Regions from separate parts of the Drosophila melanogaster genome. Here region 1 is linked to region 2. Evidence: chromatin contacts called from public HiChIP or PLAC-seq data. All regions are on one chromosome and are shown on one strand. Each heading gives the region's core, a stretch centred on a gene start, on an enhancer-like site or on the middle of the called end of the contact. The rest is flanking DNA. Distances are from core to core; before and after follow the strand shown. Region 1 holds the start of CG7800. Region 2 holds the start of grn (grain).

Region 1 (4,097 bases), core at 805-3,304, 37 kb after region 2:
ACCACTATACCTCTCGTCTGTATGTTCTTTGTTGTTCGATTCGATTTCTGTTTTATATTCTCATTTTTCGGGGCTATCCCCTACTCCTCTGCGTGGCATTTTCGGCTGGACTTGGGACTTTGGTGAAAAGGTGTGCCTGGGTTATGCGAAATATGCGTGGCGTTGTTGATCGGATCGGCTCGAGGGATCGGGATCGGGATCTGCACTGCCATGGCCCAAAGTGGTTTAGATTAAAGGGTTTAGTTCTCTGCCTTGTGTTATTTCATTTTGGGGCGTTATTTGCTCAGCGAGACGTGCGACTGCTTTTGACTCTGGCTTCGGGCTTTATGCTCTGCATTCTTTTTTATTTTTTTTTCTTTGACTGCAGGAAGATCGATCTGGCCGATCGGTCGGTGCACCTCATTGACCTCCCTTCATCTTCCAGCTCCCTTGGCCCCTTAGTCCCTTCCGCATCCCAGTCCCCGTCACCTCGGCATTTCTGTTGTTGTGCCCGTTGAACATCTGTCGATCTTGTTTGGCGATAATTTGAATTGAGTTTTCTCTCCAAGTTGGCCAGCCTTCTCACATGTGTAAAAAGTCCAGAGCATTGTGCCATTTTGGTGAGGAGGCTTCCAAGGGGTAATGCCGGTAGGCGTGTTAATAACAGAGCTCATCCTCGTCAAATGAAGGCACACATGTGAAATGACACCAGATCTAGACGGAGTGCAAAGCTTTCCCACAGCACTCAGAAAAAAAAACACAAAACCAAACAGTAGTTCATTTGGGAATCGAAGATACACCTTCTAATACCTACGGGAAATATAATTAAGTTAATAAGTATTAGTATTATTTTTAAATAGTTTACAATGGTGTCCTCCGTACTCCGTAGGCTTAAGCTTGATCCTAAATTTGCAAAAAAAACACTCTTTTTTGGGTGTAGCTTTGCCAGTATTACTTTCCCAGAACGTGTCACCTAAAATGGGGAATGGGAAAGGAGGAGTAAGTGGAGTGGAGTGATGGTGGAAACCAAAAGGAGATTGGGGGAGGAACGGAGTCCCAGAGCCTTGGCCAATCCGCCGAGCACGTTCAAGTCGTTTTCTCGCAATTAACGCGAAATTCTACGAATTGTTTAATTAGAACTCCAGTTTCAGTTCTCGGTGTTCAGGTTGCATCCAAAGGTCTGCAAATCCCGCGTTGCCTGCAACCTCTGCACGTTTGTATCTTTTGGTTCTTGCTGCTTTTCCCTCGCTTGTTTGGGGCTGCATAATCTTTTCTGTAAACATGAAACTCGCGCCATTATATCGAGCCAACGTTGAGAATGGAATGGAATGGTATGGTTGAGGTATGGCTATGGGTATGGGTATGGGGCTCAGATCTTGGCCAGAACCTGGCTGCTTTTTACATGTTCGCTTGTTTTGTGCCGTGTGGCAGCGATTTGAAATTTAAAATCTGTGAATTTGAAGCAGTTTATCGAGACTCCTCGTCCTTTCTTAGGTGTTGTCCCCGATTCGTTTGGCCGATTAAATCATTAAATATTCCGATTGTGTAGCGTTATAATGAAATGTTTTTAACGCTTGTCTGACTTGGAATTATGCAGGGAATTAAAGGATCTCACCCCCCCTTGGCTATCTTTTATTTGCGAAGCTAAGAAACTTCTTTTTATGTGGAACATGTTGGTCTGTTGTCCCCGATAAGCGAAGATGTTCCTGGCATTTGGCGTATTCACTGGGTATTGAAAGATAATACTGTAGACACAGAGGCTTCACATTTTCATCAAATAATTGTCCCATAAAGTTTATTAAGAAGTTTTAATTATGTCACTTTTTATAAACTCATAAGTTGGGTGTTCCTTAAGAATATATATAGAAATATTCAGCTAGCCACCGGTAACAATATTGAAAAGCATAGTGAATGGTTAAAAATGTTTTAAAGGAACAAACAAATATTTTAAAATCACTAGAAAATGTTTAATCTAATTTAAAATTCAACAGCCCGGCGATAATCGATAATCTAATCGATCTTCTAATGTGTCTTCTGCGTAATCGATATGAATAGATACGGGCGAACAGCTGACTCGTTCCATCTTTAGCAAGTACAGGTACTACCTATATATCAACAGATTGTAAACGCGGTTAGGTTTCAAAAGTTATAGTAGTTGTAGTTGTTATGAAAAGCAACTATGTACCTAATAATCATCGCCCTGCTTGCAAGTGTATCCGCTTTAGGCCGCCCAGACTTGGAGGACTACTGCAATGATTCCTATTGCCATTTACTTGGTCGGAGCCGGACGTTTAGCGATAAGAAGGCTACCAAACTAACCGAGTTCCACATGGACTCCTGCGAAAAGAAGGTACTCAAACTTATGCCCAATCTGCGCACCCTGGAGCTGGAGAACTGCGACAGTCCGGACTTCACCATGAACGACCTGAATCAACTGCCGTACCTAACAAGCCTTCAATTGCGACGTGGAAATCTTTTGGGGCTGCACGACGAACACTTCTCGAAGTGGCCAAACATGAAGATCCTTATGCTGGGGGGGAACAACATAACGAGACTATCCAATGAATGCTTTAAAGGCCTAGCTCAGCTCTGGCTGCTGTCTCTGCCGGGGAATGGTATTCAAGGTTTGCCATGGGATGTATTTCAAAACCTACCAGAACTTCTGCATCTCGACCTAAGTGGCAATAGAATCGAAACTCTTCACGAAAACATTTTTACAGGCGTTCCCAAGCTAGAGATGCTGCTACTCAATGGGAATCCCTTGACATGGATAGCGCCTACGTCTCTAAAATCTCTAAGTAACCTACGCCTTTTGGACATGAGCAACTGTGGACCGCTGCCGGATCTTTCATTGCCCGGTGCACATACCTTGATCCTCGACAACAGCGGTGTGCAGCGCCTGGACATTTTGGGCAGTGTCCATAAACTCCAGGCGAGGAAAAACCATATAACCGAGATTAAATTACCCGACAAAAGCTCTGTTATCGAACTGGATTTGCATAGCAATTTACTGACCGCTACCGATATTCCCAAACTTCTAACGGGCATGTGGCGACTGCAACGACTGGATCTATCCGAGAATATCATAGGGATATACGCAGCCGCCGGAAGCGACAATACGAGCGAGCTCTTCATACTTCCCAATCTTATGTATATGAACCTATCGGCAAATCGCCTGACGCGTCTGCACTTCGATTCGCCAATTCCATGGGAAAGGCTTACTCATTTGGACGCTTCGTACAATAGAATATATGCTCCCGCAAAGGTTGGCATTGACGAAGCTTTCAATCTTCAAAGTTTGCATTTGGAGGGAAATTATATTAACAATTTTGAACTTACACCCTGGAAACCTCATCCAAGTCTGAAAGAGGTTGCTCTGTACGATAATAAATTCCAGCCTAAGGGCTATAAAAATATTACAAAGTTCTTCAATGAAATTGGAGTAAACGTCTTAGAGAAAACGCAATACAGTCAATCAAACAACACGACTCCAACTTGTAAGCCGTGCATACCAGATGCCAGAGATTTTCCTACGAGTATAAGCGCCGACACAAACCAAACCATAGATACCAAAGTTAATCCTTTAAGCAACGACACTTATCAATGGAATGTATGGAACGTACTGATGCTAGTTTCCCTGATTGTTTCCTTGTTCGTAAACTCTTTTCTAATCGTGAAACTCATTCGTTTGAGAGGAAGAAACCAGTTCACGCAATCATCATCGGTACCTGCCATAATCGAAATGTTTTCAAACGAATCTGATGATGAAATTATCCTGTAATATAATCATTCTACTTAACATGTATATATTTAAACTTTTCCTTAAATAATAATAAAGAATCTCTTGAGTTTTTCCTACCATGCACATTTAAATAACCGGCTACTCATTTGGATGTGCCTACATGCTGAATGATATATATATACAATATATACTACTATAACGAATAATTGAAATGCATCAAATTTAAACATCAATTATTACATTTTATTTTCCAGGGCCACATCTATTTTGAACACAAGCATTTCCCCAATGGTTTGTAAACGTAGGTTGAAACATCTCAGTATATGTATCTGAAATATGACGGAATTGATTCTGAATTGCCTTATCAACTAACTGA
Region 2 (3,825 bases), core at 1,235-3,734:
ACATTATTATTAATTGCGAAGAATCATAAGAAAGTATTTTGAAGTATAACCGGAATGGTTTAAGAAAAATAATACCTAATATCTGAATACTGAATTATTTTATGGAAAGTATTTACAGCTGGAACTTAATTCATGACACCAATAACGTCTAATTTTCGTAGTTTTGAGTGGTAGCGGATGTGTAGTATAAATTTTACTGTGTAATCAGTTCATTTAAATTGGCATTCCAGCTACGATATTCGAAATGCTCTATTTCCTTCGTATGAGATTACTTTAAAGAGTATCGTTTCAATGGAATTCCATTTGTTAACAGATCCCAACTGAACCGTCCAGCTGCCCCAATGAATTTTCCATCCCAAAGCCTGTCAACTAAGTTTTTCAAGTTTTACACTTACTGTGCTGATGATAGCTGGGATAGTAGCGCCGGTGGTGTCCGTTGCTCTCCAGCGCGTAGAAGGCGCTCATGTCGCTGGTGTCCAGTCCGGATCCGCCGCCGCCGCCAAGAGCAGAGCCCACGCCCACGCTGCTGCCCGCCGAGCTGGCGCCGCTGGAGAGGCTGTGGTGGCTGTGGGCCAGGCTGCTACCGGCGCTGCCAAGGCCGTTCGTTTGGGGCGAGACGCCGCCCCCATTGCCACCGCCCGAGGAGCCGCCGCCGCCTAAACGCGGACTATCGTACCAGCTGCGAGCGGCAGCCTCCGCTGTTGAGGTCATATCCATTTCGAGTATAATCTTGAATGTTTTTCTGTTCTACCGGGGGGCAGGAATCTGACGGTTCTGTATCCCTCTGCGGTCGGGTGGTCTTCGCTTTTTATTTAGCTCTTTGTTTAGTGATAGCTATGCATTTTTCATATACAAAGAACACTCAACTCAACAACTCAACTCTTTCTCTATCTGTGAAAGTCAAGAAAATGTTGAACAACTTTAGCAACTGAAGTTGGGTGTCTGCTGTTGATAAGATTTTAACGGTAGCCGGCGTTATCACTCACTCTCCCTTATCGCGAGCTTTACATTTTTTGTTCAATTGTTTTTATGGCTTTATGGTTGCGGTACAGTTATACAGGATAACCACGAGTTGATTTACGATTGGACTTTTGTATTCCACGTTCTGTGTAGTGTAGTTTGGGAAATAAACTGACTAAAACTATGAAAAGGCAACCGTATGGTATAGTATAGTATAGTATTTTCGCATTCATCGGATTGATTGATGACAAAGATCCCGCCCAGGGGACCTAATAAACATGTAGTCCCAACAATTGCATTGTCACAATGTTTACACACCGAAGAACAATAGATCCTGTGGATTTCGGATCTGCGGGCTGTCAAAAGCGGGCGCCCGAAGAGCAGGTGTCTTTGTATTCCCAGATCTTTTCCAGACTTTTGTGTGTGGGCCCAATTAGACGCGATTTAAAGGTTTATCGAAGAGCTTCAATTGCTAACTGGCATCTGTCGGGGGTTTCTTGCAGACAGGCGAAAGAGTCATATCGCAGAGACAACGACAACACTTCTATATTGATTTAGACAGGTAGCCGAATTTTTGGGGAATTTTTGGGCTTATCAGCAATAGATAGCATATATGTTTGTATAGCGAGCTGTGTGCATTGCACTCGTTGATTTCTTTTCCAAACGATTATTATCAACGGGAGTTCTGTATTTTTTGTTTTCTATTTGCCTTCATTGTTTGCTTATGGCTTCGAGAAATTATTAATAATACAAGCCAAGTTGGACCCGAGTTTTTTCGGTGGACTGTATCTTTAAGGTGCCCAGATGCCTATCGTTCAATTGACAATTGCGCTACGAAAAGAACGGCGATAAGGCAACATAATTTGTTACCTCCCGATGGTGGAAGAAAAGTAAATAACCAGGGCCTTTTGACTTGAAAACTCAATCAATTTATCTATCTATCGGCAGCAGAAGCAGCGATAATGAAGTGAAAAAATATGACAAAAAAAAAAATGAAAAAAAATGAGAAGCAGACACTTTTCATTAAATGTCTTCTTGTATTTTTGTTTTCCTCTACCGTGCGCTTTAGTTGATAGCAATAAATTGATAAGCGCAAGTGCCAGATTTTTGGTATGCGTGTGTCAGCACTTTTTTATTATATTCATACTATTGGTTGCAAAGGCTGATCGCTCGATAAGGATAATGAATTTTGCGCGCGGCTAGCGTTAAAAACTTTTGATTATCATAGATCTCAATTTGTTTTTGAATGATCACTGATATCACAAATTTTTGATCTTACATTTTAAGCACACTGTTTCAATCACTCTGCTTGTTTTTACTGGGGTTTTTTTTTACAATAATTTGATTTGTTGTTAATTTTTGGTACACTTTGATCGCTTTTTGTGTATTTTTGCCGACGCGTTTTTCGAGCTTTCTTTGTTATTGTCGCGGCGAGACGAAAATCGATAGCAAAATACGAACGAAACTAGCGGACGCACGCCGATAACACGCTTGCAAACACGTCAACAGTTGAAATCGAACTGAACGAACACGAGCGTAAAACAGGAAAGACTGGCGCTGCTTGCTCTCGCACTACCAATACATGCGCAGCGCACCGCAGAAACCCGTTTGCATGAGGCCCAGCCTACGTGTGTGCGTGTGTGTGTGAGTGTGCGTGCGCTAGTATGCTGGCACATACAAGATGGTCGCGCTGTCAAGCAGTGCTCGCTGCGGGTGAGAGGGAGGCAGCTATACAGCGTTGCTTGGCCTAACAATATGCCTGTCACACTTTCTCTTACCGAACGTGAGAGGGGCGTGTTTTTTTGTGTGTGCAGGGCAGGTAACCGGTTGTTGTTGTTGTTGTGGTGGACTGCAGTCCGCTATTTTTGTTGTTCCTGTTTTTGTTTGCTCCGCTCGAGTGCATCGTTCAATAATCTCTCAGCGGCACGCCTCTCTGCACTTGACGCACACACATAGCCAGACAATCCAGCGTTTTGCTTGTCTGTTCGCTGCGCTCTCAGCTCCCTCCCATCCCCATCCCCCTCTCACGCAGGCTGCCACTCGTACTCCCTATCCCCGTCCCTTTCCCACGCCCGCTGTCAAGCAGTGACAACAATCATCGATCGTTCCGTTTGCGATTATGTGCTTTATTTATGGGCCTTAACATGTGTGCAGATTTGTCTGGCGATTTTTGAGTTATATACGCCTGCTGCCAACCGCCTTGTGCGTGTGCGAGTGGGGCGGCACTAGGACTAGAGGGAAATTTGCATAAATTAGCAGCTGGAAATTAAGAGAAGTACACGAACTATGCGAACTGCGAAAGATAGTTTGCTCATATCTAGATGCAAATTATTAATATGGAGCTCATATATTTTCGCGGCAAGTTGGCTCCTTTGGGGCCGCCCTTGTATTGTACATCTGGTACGCATAAACAGCTCGCACAAATGCACACAACTCATACAAACTAGCGAACAAGAAGAAAGTCTCAAATACGTGAGCCAGTTTTTGCCACAGTCAAACTTCCATAACTTGTACTTTGATGTGTCGAATTTTTGCAACTTGGATTATTTAAAGCTTTTTGGATATTTACCTTACATATAAGAACATATAAAATTTGACTTTATTGATTTTTTAGCATATCCTTTAGACTTACATACTGACTTCAACTGCTTCGTGTTTTTGTGATCAAAAAGATTTCAGTTAAGGACTAAATACTGTTTACTGCCCCCGCATTGATTTTCGCATTAAAATGAATCGTTTTTGGCGCAAAGGGTTAAAAGTGGGGCTGCACCTGTGAACTGGCAAAAAGGATGCTGATTCGAGGGTTTCCAGCGGGGAAGTGCTTAAAAAGAGTTCGAGAAAGACAACTGGTAACTTAAAAGTTTC

What was found. HiChIP or PLAC-seq counts read pairs in DNA pulled down with a chosen protein or histone mark.
Region 1: a contact with region 2 is called in a Pc HiChIP or PLAC-seq map of the Kc167 cell line, with 2.9 times the contacts expected there. The contact joins the promoter of CG7800 here to the promoter of grn in region 2. A contact is called at or near these places in 45 of 107 Hi-C or Micro-C datasets (the Clone 8 cell line, the Kc167 cell line, the OSC cell line and 14 more) and 2 of 6 datasets of contacts at active chromatin or transcription factors (both in the Kc167 cell line).

Annotation. Positions count from the first base shown.
Region 1 is chr3R:8,215,903-8,219,999 of dm6, forward strand. It overlaps CG7800, which reads left to right and starts at 2,055. Exons shown (of 1, transcript NM_141513.3): 1 at 2,055-3,832. The coding sequence starts at 2,159. The coding sequence ends at 3,760.
Region 2 is chr3R:8,178,960-8,182,784 of dm6, forward strand. It overlaps grn (grain), which reads right to left and starts at 2,485. Exons shown (of 9, transcript NM_169206.3): 1 at 2,240-2,485; 2 at 396-891. The coding sequence starts at 717.